2 separate regions of the Pan troglodytes genome follow, and region 1 is linked to region 2. Evidence: chromatin contacts called from public Hi-C data. All regions are on one chromosome and are shown on one strand. The core of a region is the stretch at or near the end of the contact, and the rest is flanking DNA. Distances in the headings are between cores, read along the strand shown. Region 1 overlaps GNAO1 (G protein subunit alpha o1). Region 2 holds the start of GNAO1 (G protein subunit alpha o1).

Region 1 (6,735 bases), core at 1,402-3,901, 130 kb after region 2:
GATCACACCTGTAATCCCAGCACTTTGAGAGGCCAAGGCGGGCAGATCACGAGGTCAGGAGTTCGAGACCAGCCTGGCCAAGAGACCAGCCTGGCCAACATGGAGAAACCCCATCTCTACTAAAAATACAAAAATTAGCCGGGCATGGTGGCGGGCACCTGTAATCCCAGCTACTCGGGAGGCTGAGGCAGGAGAATTGCTTGAACCCGGGAGGCGGAAGTTGCAGTAGGCCAAAGATCTTGCCACTGCACTCCAGCCTGGGCAACAAAGTGAGACTCTGACTCAAAAAAAAAAAGAGTGAGCAGGGCCTCCATCCTGCGTTTCCTCTCCCCGGCGTGCCCTGCCAGGCCTCCACTAGCTCCTCTAGGGCCCCCATGCCCACTCTACACAGATGCTGGCAGGGCTGACAGCTCCCCTGCTCCTGCAGGAAGAGGCCAGGAGCCCATGCCACACAGAAAACGTGAATGTCCCAGGCCCCAACACATGGAAGGCCTGGCATTTCCTCTGCCAGGCTCTATGGGGAAGCATTTTCTCTCCATCAGGGCTGCCCCAGGATGGACATTGGCCTGCCCACCAGGGGTAGGGCACCCCCTCACAGGCATGACCAGCAACCTGGCCAAGAGGCTGTCTGTGCTTGAGCCCCTGAGCCATCTGTGTGCCCACAGGTGGCTGTCCTAAGTTTAACCTTCTAGGGCTGCATGACCCCACTGCTGTCCTCAGGCCCTGCTGATGGCTGCCAGAGCATCTGGTGCCTCCAGGACCCACTGTTGCCTGTCAAGGCCCTCAGTGTTGCCTGGGTCTCGCCTCACCTCTCTTTAATTCCCTCCTCACCTCCCGAGAAGCCCCATGTCTCCCACCATCCACAAACCTGTTCCTCCTGAGGCCCAGACCCTGCCTCCCTGGGGTGGCCTCCCCACTCCCCAGCTGGTGCTGATGGATCTGACGCCCCTAGTGGACTGCAGGCATGGGCAGGGCAGGGTCCAGTTCCTGCTGGCAGTTCTGTCCCCAGCACTCAGCCCTGGGCTTCACACAGAGACGTCCTCCAATCTGTGGGGAAGGAAGATTCCTAGGTCTAGCCCTGGCTCCTGCTTAACTGTGGCCAGGGCCAGGAGTAAGAAACTGTACCAGCCACTGACAGGTGGTTTCTGGGTGAAAACTTTCAGGTGTGCGGGAACCAGTGACAGGGCCTCAGAGGACTTGGGCCACAGTCGCCTTCCCACCCCCTGGCCCCTGGTTCTGGAAGGAACATAGTAAGCAGTTTCTGTCTAGGAAAAACCTGCTTCTCAGTCATTGGAAGATCCCTGAGTTCTGAGGCTGAAAAGGAAAGAAAGGATCAAAAAACCCAAGCCTTCTTTACTCCACAGGGGACAGCCTGGGTCCAGGCAGGTAAGGTTCTCAGAAAGGTTTAGGACAAATCCTGGGGCATCCAGAAGGTTTGAACTGCTTTCTGAACCCAGGTGGGGACTTCAGGAAAGCCTTGCTTAACACAGTCACAGACCCCTGACCCAGAAGGGACCATGGGACAGAGGCAGGGAAAACCACAGGGGCTGCTCTCCCTCCACCCTGATGTGTTCAAGGCACCAACTACTGAGCTGGGGAGATTCCCTTTGTCAAATGTTAAAGTCCTTAAGGCCCAGACCCCACTCAGTGTCTGCCACCTAGCAGGTGTAAATGGATACATAGTAGATGGGTGAATGGATGAGTGGATCAAGGAGAGAATGAATGGGTGGGAGGCGAGTTGGATCAAACAGGAGTGGATGAGTAACTAAGGGATAGATAGATGCCAGGGAAGAGTGGAGGGGATGGTGGTGGGTTGGAAGGGATGTGAGTGGATGGATGAACTGGGGTGGCTGATGGGTAGATGATGTATAGATGGGTAGGTGGTGCAGGATGTGTGGCTGGCTGGCTGGAGAAGGGATGATGGGTGGATTTGAAAGAAGAGAGTGGGAGGATCATCATCCTAAATGGAGAAGGAAAGCAAGATTAGAGATGGCACTGAATCCTTGGTTCTGCTGCAGGATCTTTTTGAGGAACCAGGAAGGTTCCCTTCCCTAAAGCAATGGTGAGCCCATGAGGTCCCCCACCTCCTCAAGAGACCCTGTGAGCTGAGGACGTTCTGTAGGCGCAGGCCTTGCTCAGAATCCTAAGCCCAAGCGAGGAAAGAGCCCCAGCCGCCAAATGCCTGCAGCACCCCAGTTGTTGCCACTACCAAAGACTGGTCACAAATGTCTAACGTGCGCCCGGGGTGGCAATTTGGTAGCACTTCCACTGAGAGTCACAGGCAGAGAGCCATCTGCCAGCCCAAGGCCAGGAAAGCAGACCCCCGCCCCGGAAGGGAGTGCTCCCCACTGTTCTGACGCCCAGCTGCAGAGAGGGAGGGGCGGGGGGCTCTCTCCTGTGCCGGAGAGAACAGAGAGAACGTGACGGTGTTTCCTCAGATGTGCAGGCCTGGGTGGGAGCGCTAGTTACTAAGTACCCAGAATTCTTTGCCAGCTGGAATTGTAGTGGCCAGGCTGGGCCCCCCCAGCGGCTGGGGTCTCTCTGCCCCTTCGCGTTGAAGAGCAAGTCGGCAGCCCAAGGAAGGCGCGATGGCCGCCGGGCCCGGCCCTGCAATGCCTGGTCTCTGGCTCGGCGGGTCCAGCTCACGCTCCCTCTCCCATTGGCCTGTGCACTCCTGCCCCCTGGTGGGTACAGGGACAACTACAGTACATGGGGCAGGGTGGGGCCAGATGGAGGTTTTTCCCTGCAACTGGAGGACTGGGTTTGTGTGTGTGTTTGCGTGCGCGTGCATGTCTGCAGACTCACACTTCACTTGGCCTAAAAGATTAGAGATGGAGGAAAGCTCTGAATGATCCAAAGCAGCTCCTCAAATGGAAGGGGTTATTATTATAATTACTATGATTATTGTTATCAAGATTATCATGCTTGCCTAGAAAGTCTTGTACAAAGCAGGCTTATTTTGTGTCAGCTTGTTGTTTGTGTCTGAGGCATTTCATCTTTGCTTATAATAACTAACATTGGCAGGCTTCTTTCATGTTGCAAAGCTGTGTCACATCCTCAGCCCGTTTTATCTGCACAAACAGCCCTGTGCAGTGGGGAGTAGTGAGAGAACAGAGGCTCAGAGGTTAACTGTTCAGTCCAAGGTCACATGGCTAAAAAGATGCAGAAGCCAGGATTTGAACTTGGGTCACACAATGAAAATCCCTGTTCATTTCCCCATCATATCCTTGGCACCTCATCCCTTGAGAGGGAAGAGGCCTTTTATTAAGCTTTAGCTCCAAGCCTCTTTGCCACTGATATTTGCTGAAAAGCTTACATTGCCATGAAGAGAAGGGAAGGGTTTTGAAGACTCAAGTGTTAAAAGTGCAGTTTGCCATCCCAGTTTCACACTAAGAATATACCTGGGCTTTTCCAAGTCCCTGCAGTACCTGGCGTGTGAGTGGAGAATGTGGTCTTCTATCCTTTTCGCTCAGGTTCTCTTGGTCACCACCACCACCCCTGGGGTGTGGCACAGGACAGACAGGCATCTGCTGCATCTCTGAGAAGCGGGGAAGAAGGTGCTATGACAGGAGAAGCTGGTGCAGGGGGACTGTCTGTGTCCTGGTGGGTAGGAGCTGGGTACACAGGGGGCAGGGCCCTGACTGGGCTCTGGGAGCCTACGCCCCTCCTAGGAGCATGGGTTCTATCTCCAGGGACCAGCTGGCTGACTGGAGAGAGCTTTCTGGAAGCAGCACCCCTCCCTGCTGCGCACCATGGGCTGTTATACTGATTGTCACCAGGGTGCTGCTTCCCCAGCACACTCGTGACCAGCCGCCAGCAGCACATGTCCTCGTGGCAGGACACAGGGCCTGTGTGCCAGGATAAGGGACCCCCTGTGTAATGCCAGTTCTGGAGCATCACTACCCTACCACCTCCCAGGCATCCTGCTCCCCAGCAACAGCCCAAAGCAACCCACTTCTGGGGGGTACTTGTACCATGCTCCCCACCCCTCTCAATGCTGGAATGTCCCCTGGGCCCTGTCTCCACAGGCCTGTTCCTCTCCTTGCCCACCCCTTTCTCCAGCTGCTGACAGGTGCCGTGCAAAGGTTTACATAGGGGGTTCTCCGGAGCCTTGAGCTTCCCCAAAAGTGCCTCATCTCCACTGTGGCAGCTTTGAGCCATTTATTTGTCAACATTAAGAGTGAGATATCATTTAACCAGAAAGATTGTAGTGGTTACTATGATAAAAAATATGATTAAAAAAAAAAAAAAGCTGTCTTTAAATCATTGATGTGGAAAAGAGTCCTGTAGGTGGCCTTGAGAAATGACAACCTCTCCTGGCCTCCTGATCCTAAACCCATAAGAATGGCATCTCGCTTACTGTTAACATTCAGAAATACACAGTCCCAGCCATGTCCCATAGAAGAGTCCCATCCTCCTCCCATGCGCCCAATCATCATGAGGGTGGGCGGGTTGCTCTTATCTCTATGTGGCAGCCCTGGGCAGCCTATGAGGTGGAGCCATGTATACTCGTCCACTGGGTGGACAGCAGCGCAGCCCACCCCTCAGGGCCATCCCTGTGCTAAGTGCCCTCCGTTTGCTCACGCAACAGCCTTGCAGAGAAAATGATGGTGCTGTCATCCCCATTTTGCAGGTGAGAACACTGAGCCTCAGAAAGATGATACCCCTTGCTCAAGCTGGAAGCTAAAGCTGGAGCTCAGGTCTGGGTAGCTCCTGAATTTACAGTCTGAAGCCCCCAGAAAGCTGCATGGAGCAGCACTAAAAGTCCAAGGAGGGAGTGAGCAAAGGAAGCTGGCAGAGGAGGCTCCTCGAAGGGTGTGGGGTGGCAAGAGAATCAGATGTTGGATTCCATGGTGGATTCCAGCAGGTGCGGAATGATGAGGTGGGGGCATTCTGGGCCCTTAATGATTACAAAACCCATCCCACCCGCACCTATACATCTGAGGAAATGCAGTCAGGTTTTCCCTCACACACACAGCAGAGAGCCCCCTCCCTTCCTCTCTGTAGCTGGGCCTTAGAACCATGGGGACAGTGGTGGGAAGAGGGACCCACTCCTTCATGCCTCAGGCAGACACACATGTCCATGAACTCCTTACAGGACTGCCTGCTACTGAATCCCCCAGACTGCCTTCAGTGTGCAGCATGTGGCCAGTGCTCACAACACAGCTAGTGCCATGCCAGTCCCATGGGAGAGAGAGGGGCCACCCACACAGGAAACACCACACGGCGTGTGGGCACTGTGCACGGGGTGTGGTCAGATAGTAAGAGAGGAGCGGGCTCAGATGCCGGGAAAGCCAGTGGCGCTGCAGGAATGGGAGGGGTCTTCCTGCAGGAGGTAGGCCACACATTAGCCTTGGCCGACTAGGGGGCATAATGGGACTATTTGGGGTACAAGTGCAAAAATAAACCAAACAAACAAACAAACAACATATCCTCCAATGGATTTTTAAAAGCAGGGGATTGATTGACTCAAGTAACTAGAAAGCCCAGAGGTCTCTGTGGCTGCAGGCGCAGCTTGATCCAGGCGTTGACATATTATCATGACTCAGGTGCCTCCCTCTCAGCTCTGCTTTCCTCAATGTTGGCTGCACACTCAGAGGGGGCCTCCGTTTGAGAGCCTCTCTTTCCTAATAGCTGCTACAAGTGTCCTGGGGCTGGCTGGGACTAGAGACTGATTGTTAGTCTCATTTGACAAATAGGGATTCTTTGTCCACCCCAGACTCTTCACAGGCCAGTGAGATGGGTTGGCCAAGCCCAGAGCATGTGTCCACCCCTAGAATCAGGGGAGATTTAGCTCAACGCAAACCACTCAGACTGGGTTGGAGAAGGGTGCTTCACTTCTGGGAACTGGGGCTCTGCTGCCGTAAAACGAGAAAAAAGCCACAAAGGCAGAGAGGGCAGCTGCCCAGGAGAACAGGACTGGGCAGAGAGGAGCGGGCAGGCCTTCACTGCCACCTGGTAGCGGTCACTGCTGTCTCTCCTGCAGAACTGCCTGGGTGGGAGCACGCAGTGAGTTTTCTAAAGAAGTCAGCTCTAGCCGTCTGCCCCGCGTAAAATACTCACAGGCCAGACCTGGTATCTTCATCCATTCAGGCTACCATAGCAGAATACCATATGCTGGGTGGCTTATACACAACAGAAATTTATTTCTCACAGTTCTGGAAGCCGGGAAGTTCAAGATGAAGGTGCTGGTAGATCACTATCAGGTGGGGGCTACTTTCTCTTAGACGGCCCCTTCTTGCTGCGTCCTCACGTGGTGGAAGGGATGTGGGTCTTTGGGGCCTCTCTTATAAGGGCACTAACCCCCTTCGTGAGAGCTCCACCTTTAAAACCTAATCACCTCCCAAAGGCCCCATCTCCGAACGCCAGCATCTTGGGGGTTAGGATTTCAGCATAGGAATCTTAGGGGGACATAAACAATCAGACTACAGCACCTGGTGAGTCTGCCCAGAGGACATGCGTGTGTTTTGTCACATTTCATATGGCCTGGGCACCCAGGCACGCTCTGACCAGCAAGAAACAGCAGTGTGATGGGGCCATAGCAGAAAGAATGGTGCTAGAAAATACCCACCACACACAACCCATAGGCCCAGGAGGAGCCCTGGTTGGGAAATTCAGGCTCAGCCTGAGCCCCGTCCCCCAGACCCCTAAAAGCAGGCAAACGAAGGAGTAGGGTCTCCCCTGGCTCTAGTAATTGCTTGTGAAGCCCGCCATCCTTTTTTTTGTGCTGGCAAA
Region 2 (7,750 bases), core at 4,167-6,666:
AACATGATAAATAATGCAACTAACCTTTGTGTCAGGAAAGCTCTTGTCTTCTGGAGGATATAATAAGTATTAAATAAATATTTTACAAATATGTTCCTGCTAATCTTTTCTGTCAACTCCAGCCCAGGTAGGTTGAAAAGGACTATTACTCCCATCAAAACAAATAAGAATCTTAGTTTCTAATGAAAAGTTTTCCAAGAAAATTCCAATTGGAATCCATGACTTTAGGTAACGCTTTCATATTAAGCCAAGCTTCTGACTTCAATTTCAGCTCTTGGTCCATTTTATTGTCAATGTGAAAGCACTAGTCTTGGCCCCCTCCAACTTTTCACTCTATTCAAGCCAAAGGCATCCCTGTGGGATTCTCTAGCTATCCTAAATTGAAAAAAAAAAATCACAAAGCACACCCTCTTTGGGGTTCTTCAACCATCAAAGAACACTCAACAAATTATGTTGTCAACAGTGACCACATAATGGACTTCAATAACTTAAGAGCTCAATTCAATTACCTATAAACCTTAATCTGCTCCTTCATGAAAATCCCTTCACTTAAAAGTACACAAAACCTTTATTTCTTCTTATGACATCTCTTATCCCTAAAATTATAAATAAGAAAACTAATTTTTCATGAATTCTACAAAATAACAAAATGGGACACAAAATTGAGCAAAAAATTTTCTGACGGGAATGTCAAAAACACCTGGCAAACACTCTTCTCACAAGCTGGCATAGGCCTATAAATCTCCCATTTGTTTGTTTAAAATCTGTATCATTTCATTTTTCAGAGCCTTACTTGAAGACAAGCCATTACCTTTTTGAACTCATCCAATCCTAAGCATTTTCTAGAATAATCAAGTAAAAAAAATTCTACCACAAAAATAAAAAAGTCTCAGAGGTGGGAAGAGCTTTGTCACATTGTCTGATTTAGCCCTTGCTAAATCAGCCCTTGTTTAGTTAACAAATATTGAAACTGATGACTTATGGGCAGTGGGCCATCCTTGACCTTTGGGGATATATACAAAGTAATAAGACAACTCTGTCCCCTAAAAGGAGTTTACAGTTTACTAATGTTTTCCCAAAGTACCTGAGTACTTAGGGAGAAGGTATAAATGTAAAAATGAAGATTTCTAAGCTTAGCCTCAAACTTACTGATTCAGAAATTCTAGGGATTAAACCCAGAAATCTGCTCTTTAAAAAGCATCTTGGGTAATTCTTGTGCACAACATTTGAGAACCACCACTCTGGTAGGTCTGAGAGATGTGCACAAGTATGAGTTAGGGAAATGCTGAATAGAAGACTCATCTTTTAGGGACATAAAAAAATTGATCAGCACCTTCCCTCATTAATGCCAGATACAAACTGGAAAAAAAAGAAAAGTCATCTCTTAGCCAAAACCAGACATTCTTCTAAATCATATTCACCACTAAGTTGGATTGTGAGTTATCAATTTTATAACAGAAACACTTAGTGCAGAAACCCAAAATTTCTAGTGACCTACCATTCTCCCTAAAATGCCTAATTCACTGCGTGCATGGGCTCACACCTGTAATCCCAGCACTTTGGAAAGCCGAGGCTGGCAGATCACTTGAGGTCAGGAGTTGGAGCCCAGCCTGGCCAACATGGTGAAACCCTGTCTCTACTAAAAATACAAAAAAAAAGTAGCTGGGCATGGGCGCTCACCTGTAATTCCAGCTACTCGCGAGGCTGAGGCATGAGAATCTCTTGAACCTGGGAGGCGGAGGTTCCTGTGAGCCAAGATTGTGCCACTGCACTCCAGCCTGGGCAACAGAGTGAGATTCCGTCTCAAAAATAATAATAATAATAATAATAATAATAATAATAATAAAATGACTAATTCACTGGATATTTAGTTTCATTTAGGTTATGAACCACATATTTTAGCCTATTTTCTTCCCATGAGAGTAGTATTCATAAGCAATTTTCATAGTTTTTTTCCCTTTCACAGAAATACAAAAAAACTACTAAACATAAAAAAATGTTGAATTTAGAAACATGTGAGGTATCTGGGCTTTAAGAAAGTAAGCTCTTAACAGAATTAACTGGCACATACAGATTCTGCACAAGACCAAACTCTGTACACAGAAAAATCACCTGGGGAGTGGCTATCAATGCAAATGGCTGAAGAATCTGAGTTGGTAAAAGTAAGATGGATAACTGAATTTTTAACAAGCACCCCAGCTAATTCTAATGTAAATTGTTTTGAGAAAACATTCCAGAATTTTCAAGATTTCAAGATTCCAAGCTCATGACATCCCAACCTGTCTTCATGTCTAAATCAATATATTAAACACAGTAGACTGCCAATGCATACATATTTAAATAATTAAAGTAATTTTATATTTAATTAAAGTATAAAAGGGAACAAACAGGGGAAGTCAGTTTACCTAATCAGAGCCCACATTCTGTAAGTCAGAGCTGGGGAATCTTATTGATATAATGAATTGCCCTCCAGATCCAGGAGCCACATGCAGTAAAGGGCTTTGCCGTTGTTTCTTTTAGAGAGTATATAAAATACTCTAATTACCTACTTATAAAATTAAAAATATACTGAATGATGTATGTGTGTAGCAAAGGGAATGGCTGAGGTTGGAGGGAGAGTTATTCTCTGGACATCAACAATAATCCGAGAAATAAAATTCTGAGGATCATATAAAATAAAACCAAATAGAATCTGTCCTTGGTCTAAGCATCTCCCGCTGCTGATGTTAGGATAGTAATTTCCTCATTCCCACAGGAATTAATTGTGAACAATTAAACACTTGTGGTATTATCTAATTACTAATAATTCACAGAGAACTGAGAGATTCTTATCCTCACGTCCTTTGGGGGAACCTGAATATGAGTGGGTTCTCGGGTTGTATACTTTCTGTAAGTCTGGGAAGCACACTTTATATGTGCATATAGCATGCAGTTTCTCAGATAGTCCACAAACATGTGAAAGGAGCACTGGCTTACTACTTACAGGTAGTAGTAAGAAGAATAACTGTTCGTGACCCTAAACAGTGGCTCAGCTTCTTCAGCTATAAAATGGGTACTCAGGTTGATCTGTATTCATGGTCCAGGTTCTTTGCACTCAGCCATGATGCTTCCCACGCCATGTGCTTAACTGAGGTTTATGTGGGAGGATCACATGAGATAATTTTTGTAAAAGTGCTCTGTAAGCTGTAAAGCACTATACAGATGAAGCGGATTATTATTAGTCTTTTACGAAGCCCAGCGATAAAGATGCAAAGTGACCCAGAAAAAGAAAACTGAGTAGACAAACCTGAAATACAACATCTATAGCCCCTAGAACAGTTACCCTGTACATGGTAGGTAGGTGCTTAATAAGTAGAGTGAGTAAAGAAAAACGCAAAACAGGTTTGTGCCTCCATCATACTAGGTCTGATACCAAGAAGAAATAAATATACCTAAGGTCAATGATAGTTTCATTCAACCATACAAACCCAAATAATCCAAGAGCCTAAGATTTTAAATTAAAAATTACTTCAAAGAAAGAGCATGGAAACGTGAAATGTGACCCGGAATCCGCAATTAAATCGGTATATTCTTACCTCTTCAGTCTTTCCAACGCAGTCTTGCAGGGATACAGGACCTGGGTGAGAGTGTGGAGTGCTTCCCTGCACCTGGTAGATCTACATAACTGTTCCTAGCAACCTCTTGAGGAAATAATACATTCTATAGAATGTTGGGTACCTAAGCTCTCTGTTTTGGATTTGAAAGGCTGCGTTTTAGTGATTTTTAAGCCAAACAAGATTTATCCCATAACAGCCCCCCAAAAACACGCACAGAAAAGAAGAATGAGAGGGGCAGGTAGGTAGAGAAGCAGTTATTCACTTTATAAAACAATTCTCTATAGGATTCTTTTGTCAGTTTCCTAGACTATGTAAAATGTGATTCAAATTAAAATATTTAAATCACATACCCACCTCTTGACATGGGCAGCTATTTGTAAAATGAGGCAAACCCACACTGGGAAATACCAAATTAAAAAAAAAATCAGGGAAAAAATATTTTCTTCTGGGTGGCCCTAAACTGCTTTCTTTTTCCCCATTGCAAATGTATTTTTATGCTGGGTTACATTTCCAAAACAGGAGTGGTTTTTTTTCTATCGTTGAAATGAAACAAACAAGTTTGCTTTCAGAGCTACAGAAATGCCCAACTGTTAGGAAAAAAAAAACAAAAAACGTTTTCCACTGGCCGCTTGCCTCTCTTATCCCCATGCAACCTTGCCTATTGGCCCCTTTCCCTAGGAGAGCCCCTGGGGCTGTCTGATGGAACTGATTGTAAAACTATTTTGTGCAGTAAAAAAGTCGTTTCTTCAAAATCTGAGACCACCCAGAACATGCCCAATCTTTGGCAAATATCGACTGGTTTCCTCAGTATTTGACTAGCTGTACACCGAGTAACTGTCCCGGGTTTCTGGGTCTTTATCTGAGAAGAAATGAGGGGGAAATGTTTCAGAAGATGAAAAAAGGAAGAAAACCTCTCATCCAAAATCTGTTCAAAATTCATTTTGTGCGTTTCGAAGGGGGAGGACAGGAGAATTTAGTGCAAAGACGGCCTCCACCAAACGAAACCGTCCAACATTTGCAAAAGCTTTTAAAATAAACTGCTCAGGGATCAGGGGTTTGCTGGTAACTCCCGGTCGCTTGAAGCCCTGTCCCTCCACTCCGCGCACCCTGGCCTCCCCAGGGTGGGCACCCCTCCTGCACGGAGAGCGGCGGCTGGGATCTCGGAGCAGGGTCGGCTATGGCCCTGGAGGCAGCGGCTCACAGAGAAAAAGCTCTGGCTTTTCTCCGCCCGCTGCGTTCCTCTTCTTACAGCCTCGGGTCTCACCTATTAGGTGCTCAATAAATGTGGACATAGGAAACGAGAAGTCCGAATCTGTCCTTACGCCCCCAAGGCGAATTCTGGGGCGCGCGGGTTTATTCCGACCCACTACCACATCGCGTTTCCTGAGGTAACCCGGCCTCGGCTCTGCGGCCCCAGCGGCTGGAGAGCCACGGAGAAGGCGGGCTGCGGGCGACAAGATGGAGAGCCGGCCCGAGAGGGACAGAGGCCGCGCTGGCAGCGAGCTGGGGGGCCCACCTGACCGTCCTGCGGGCAGCCCGGCCCCGCGCTCCCATTGACAAGGAGGTCCGCGCCGCCGGCGCGTGGGGCGGGGGCGGGGGCGGGGTGGGGCGCCCCGGCGCGCGCCCGGCCCCACTCCCCGCCCCCGCCAGTCCCGCAAGCACCCACCCCGGGGGAGCCGCGGGCCGGGAGGGCGCTGGGGGGAGGGGCAGGCCGCTCCGCGAGCGCGTGTGCGCGCCGCCGCCGGCTGACGCGAACTCCGGCGCGCGCCTCCCCCGCCCCGCGCCCTCCCCGTCCCGGGGGCCCGGCGCGCGGCCCTGCTGACGTCAGCTGGCGGCCTGCGGAGCCGGGTGCGCAGAGCCGCTGGCGCACTCGCGCGCTGCGCTGGCCTCCTCCCCGCGCCCGGGCCCAGGCGCGCGCGCGCTTGTTCGCTCTCCCATTTTTTTTTTCCCCTCCCTCCCTGCCTCTCTCTCTCTCTCCCTCTCCCTCGAGCTCCCGGCTGGCTGCGGCTCCCTGGCGCTCTCCCTCTCTCTCCGGTAGGCTCACCGAGCGATGCGAGCTCTGGGAGACAGCGACGCCGCCTCCCGCTAGAGACCTGCCCCTCGGCCCGGCCCCCTGCCCAACCCTGCCCAGCGCGCGGGGGTCGGCGAAGGCGCCGCGGACGCACCGACGGCTGAAGAGCGGCGATGCACATGCACTAGCAGCACCCCCTAACTCACTCCCTCCACATCCCGCGCCGCCGCCGCCGCCTCCTCCACCTCCTCCTCCGCCGCCGCCGCCTCCTCCTCCTCCGGCAGCCGCGGCAGCAGGACCCACCCTGCCCCCCACCCCACCCTCTGTCGGCTCCGGCTGCGGCTCCAGCCTCGACTATTATTTTATTTATTTTGGGTCGTGCACAAGCCTCAGTGCCTGCAGTCCGCGCCTCCTCGGCCCGCGGGCGCCTCCTCCCTTGGCTCCGGAGCCCCAGACCCCGGCCACCCTCGATTCGACAACCCCAGACCCCTGCCAGCTGCCGCGAGTCTCCGCTGCTGGAATCTTGTTAGCGGCTGTCTTTTTGGAGGGTTCTGGTTTCCCGACATTTTTGTTTCCAGCCCAGGAGAGGATATCGTGATTTTCCCCCCTTGAGCCCAGGCTCTGCTCTCTGGGGGGGTGGGGGGCGCTCCAAGCCGGGGAGCCGTGCCAGCCGAGTCGTGCGGGCTGTGGCAGGGAAGGGGCCACCATGGGATGTACTCTGAGCGCAGAGGAGAGAGCCGCCCTCGAGCGGAGCAAGGCGATTGAGAAAAACCTCAAAGAGGATGGCATCAGCGCCGCCAAAGACGTGAAATTACTCCTGCTCGGTAAGGACCGCCGCTGCTACCCCCATCCCCCGACCCCGGCCACTCCGCACGCCCTGCCACCAGCTCCCCCACCCCACTCGCGCCCGGGAGACCTGGTCCCCAAGTTGGCACCACCATGTGCCCAGGATCGCCCACCCCCTCGCATGCCTTAGTCCCCCCCTCCCCCTGTTCCCTTAAGCTGACACTCACCAGTTTTTCCCCACTGTCTGTGTCCCAACAGGGGCTGGAGAATCAGGAAAAAGCACCATTGTGAAGCAGATGAAGTAAGTCCCTGTGGCATTGGGATTCGTACTTTTATTAAGAATAATTTTTAAATCGTTTTTATTACATTGCTTACTCCACATTGCTCTCCAGGCCTGTTTTTTAATTCGTGCACACACACACACACACACACACCCCTATATTTGACTCCCCTCCCCCACTCCCTACGTTGGTTCTGGGTCCTCCACCCTAACTCCTGGGTGGGTGTTTTTTGGGAGGGGGAAGGGGAGCGCCTGTAGTTGTATGAATGACAGTGTCCGCCATATTGATCAGAACATCACACTATTGGCATGATTATGATCATTACTCTTGCTTGTGGAATATTTTCTGTGTCTCACTGCCTCCATTTCTGTCTGTGTCTCTGTTTCATTCTGTCTCTATTTCTTTCTCCTCTTCCCTCCATACCTCCCTATCCCCCAAGGTCCGTAATCCCACTTCCCCCTGCTCTTTTCCTGGGGCAGTGATTTTGAACTTGGCTAACATGGAGGGGACCCAGCCCTAGACTGGGGTGGAGGATCAAGTGTCTGCTGTTCATGCATTTGGTGCTGAATTGGAGGCTGTGGTTTCTACATCCCCTCGCACCCCCCCCAAAAAAAAAGAGGGCCAGGGTTAGGGGAGGGGTCGTGTGCTAGGGGAAGGAGTGGGTTTCCAAACGTAGGTGACGGGCACAGTTTTATCCAAGGTAGAGGTGGAAGGGGGAGGGAAGCTGCCTGTGAGGCTGAATGTCCGCCCCTTGCTGCCCCCAGCTCCTCTCCTCCCCCACCCTCCCAGCATTGCTCTCCTGACACCCGCAGTTTTCGTTCGCTCCGTGGCCTTTATCAGTGTATTTATTTACACTCTGCATAGGCCGTGTTCCATGTAATCTACCCACAATGCGGATTTCAGGCCCCACTTGCCGCCGCCCCCTTCTGCCTTAGCTATCAGTTTCCCCTCCTAATTAACTGGGGGTGGATTTGAGTGATGGTTGAAAATTAAAACAAAATGGGATATTCCTTCCCTTCCACACTTTCTCAATAAGGAGCCTCGCCCCTCCTTTCCACTTGCAGGCTCGCTTCTTG

Evidence for each region. A called contact is a pair of places that touch in the nucleus more often than the background predicts.
Region 1: a contact with region 2 is called in a Hi-C map of stem cell-derived neural progenitor cells, with 3 times the contacts expected there. The contact joins the enhancer-like site here to the promoter of GNAO1 in region 2. A contact is called at or near these places in 1 of 7 Hi-C or Micro-C datasets (stem cell-derived neural progenitor cells) and 1 of 1 datasets of contacts at active chromatin or transcription factors (stem cell-derived excitatory neurons).

The regions. Positions count from the first base shown.
Region 1 is chr18:54,321,655-54,328,389 of NHGRI_mPanTro3-v2.0_pri, forward strand. The region is part of intron 3 of GNAO1 (G protein subunit alpha o1); the gene reads left to right. Among named protein-coding and RNA genes, the nearest start is that of AMFR, 110 kb to the right of the region's middle. Within about 2 kb of position 2,652, at least 8 of the 24 cell types and tissues checked have an H3K27ac peak or open chromatin away from gene starts, as enhancers often do. A contact at or near this core is called in stem cell-derived neural progenitor cells, where this site is marked.
Region 2 is chr18:54,187,827-54,195,576 of NHGRI_mPanTro3-v2.0_pri, forward strand. GNAO1 (G protein subunit alpha o1) reads left to right here and starts at 5,417. Exons shown (of 9, transcript XM_510976.9): 1 at 5,417-6,431; 2 at 6,652-6,694. The coding sequence starts at 6,314. It also overlaps the pseudogene LOC104002630.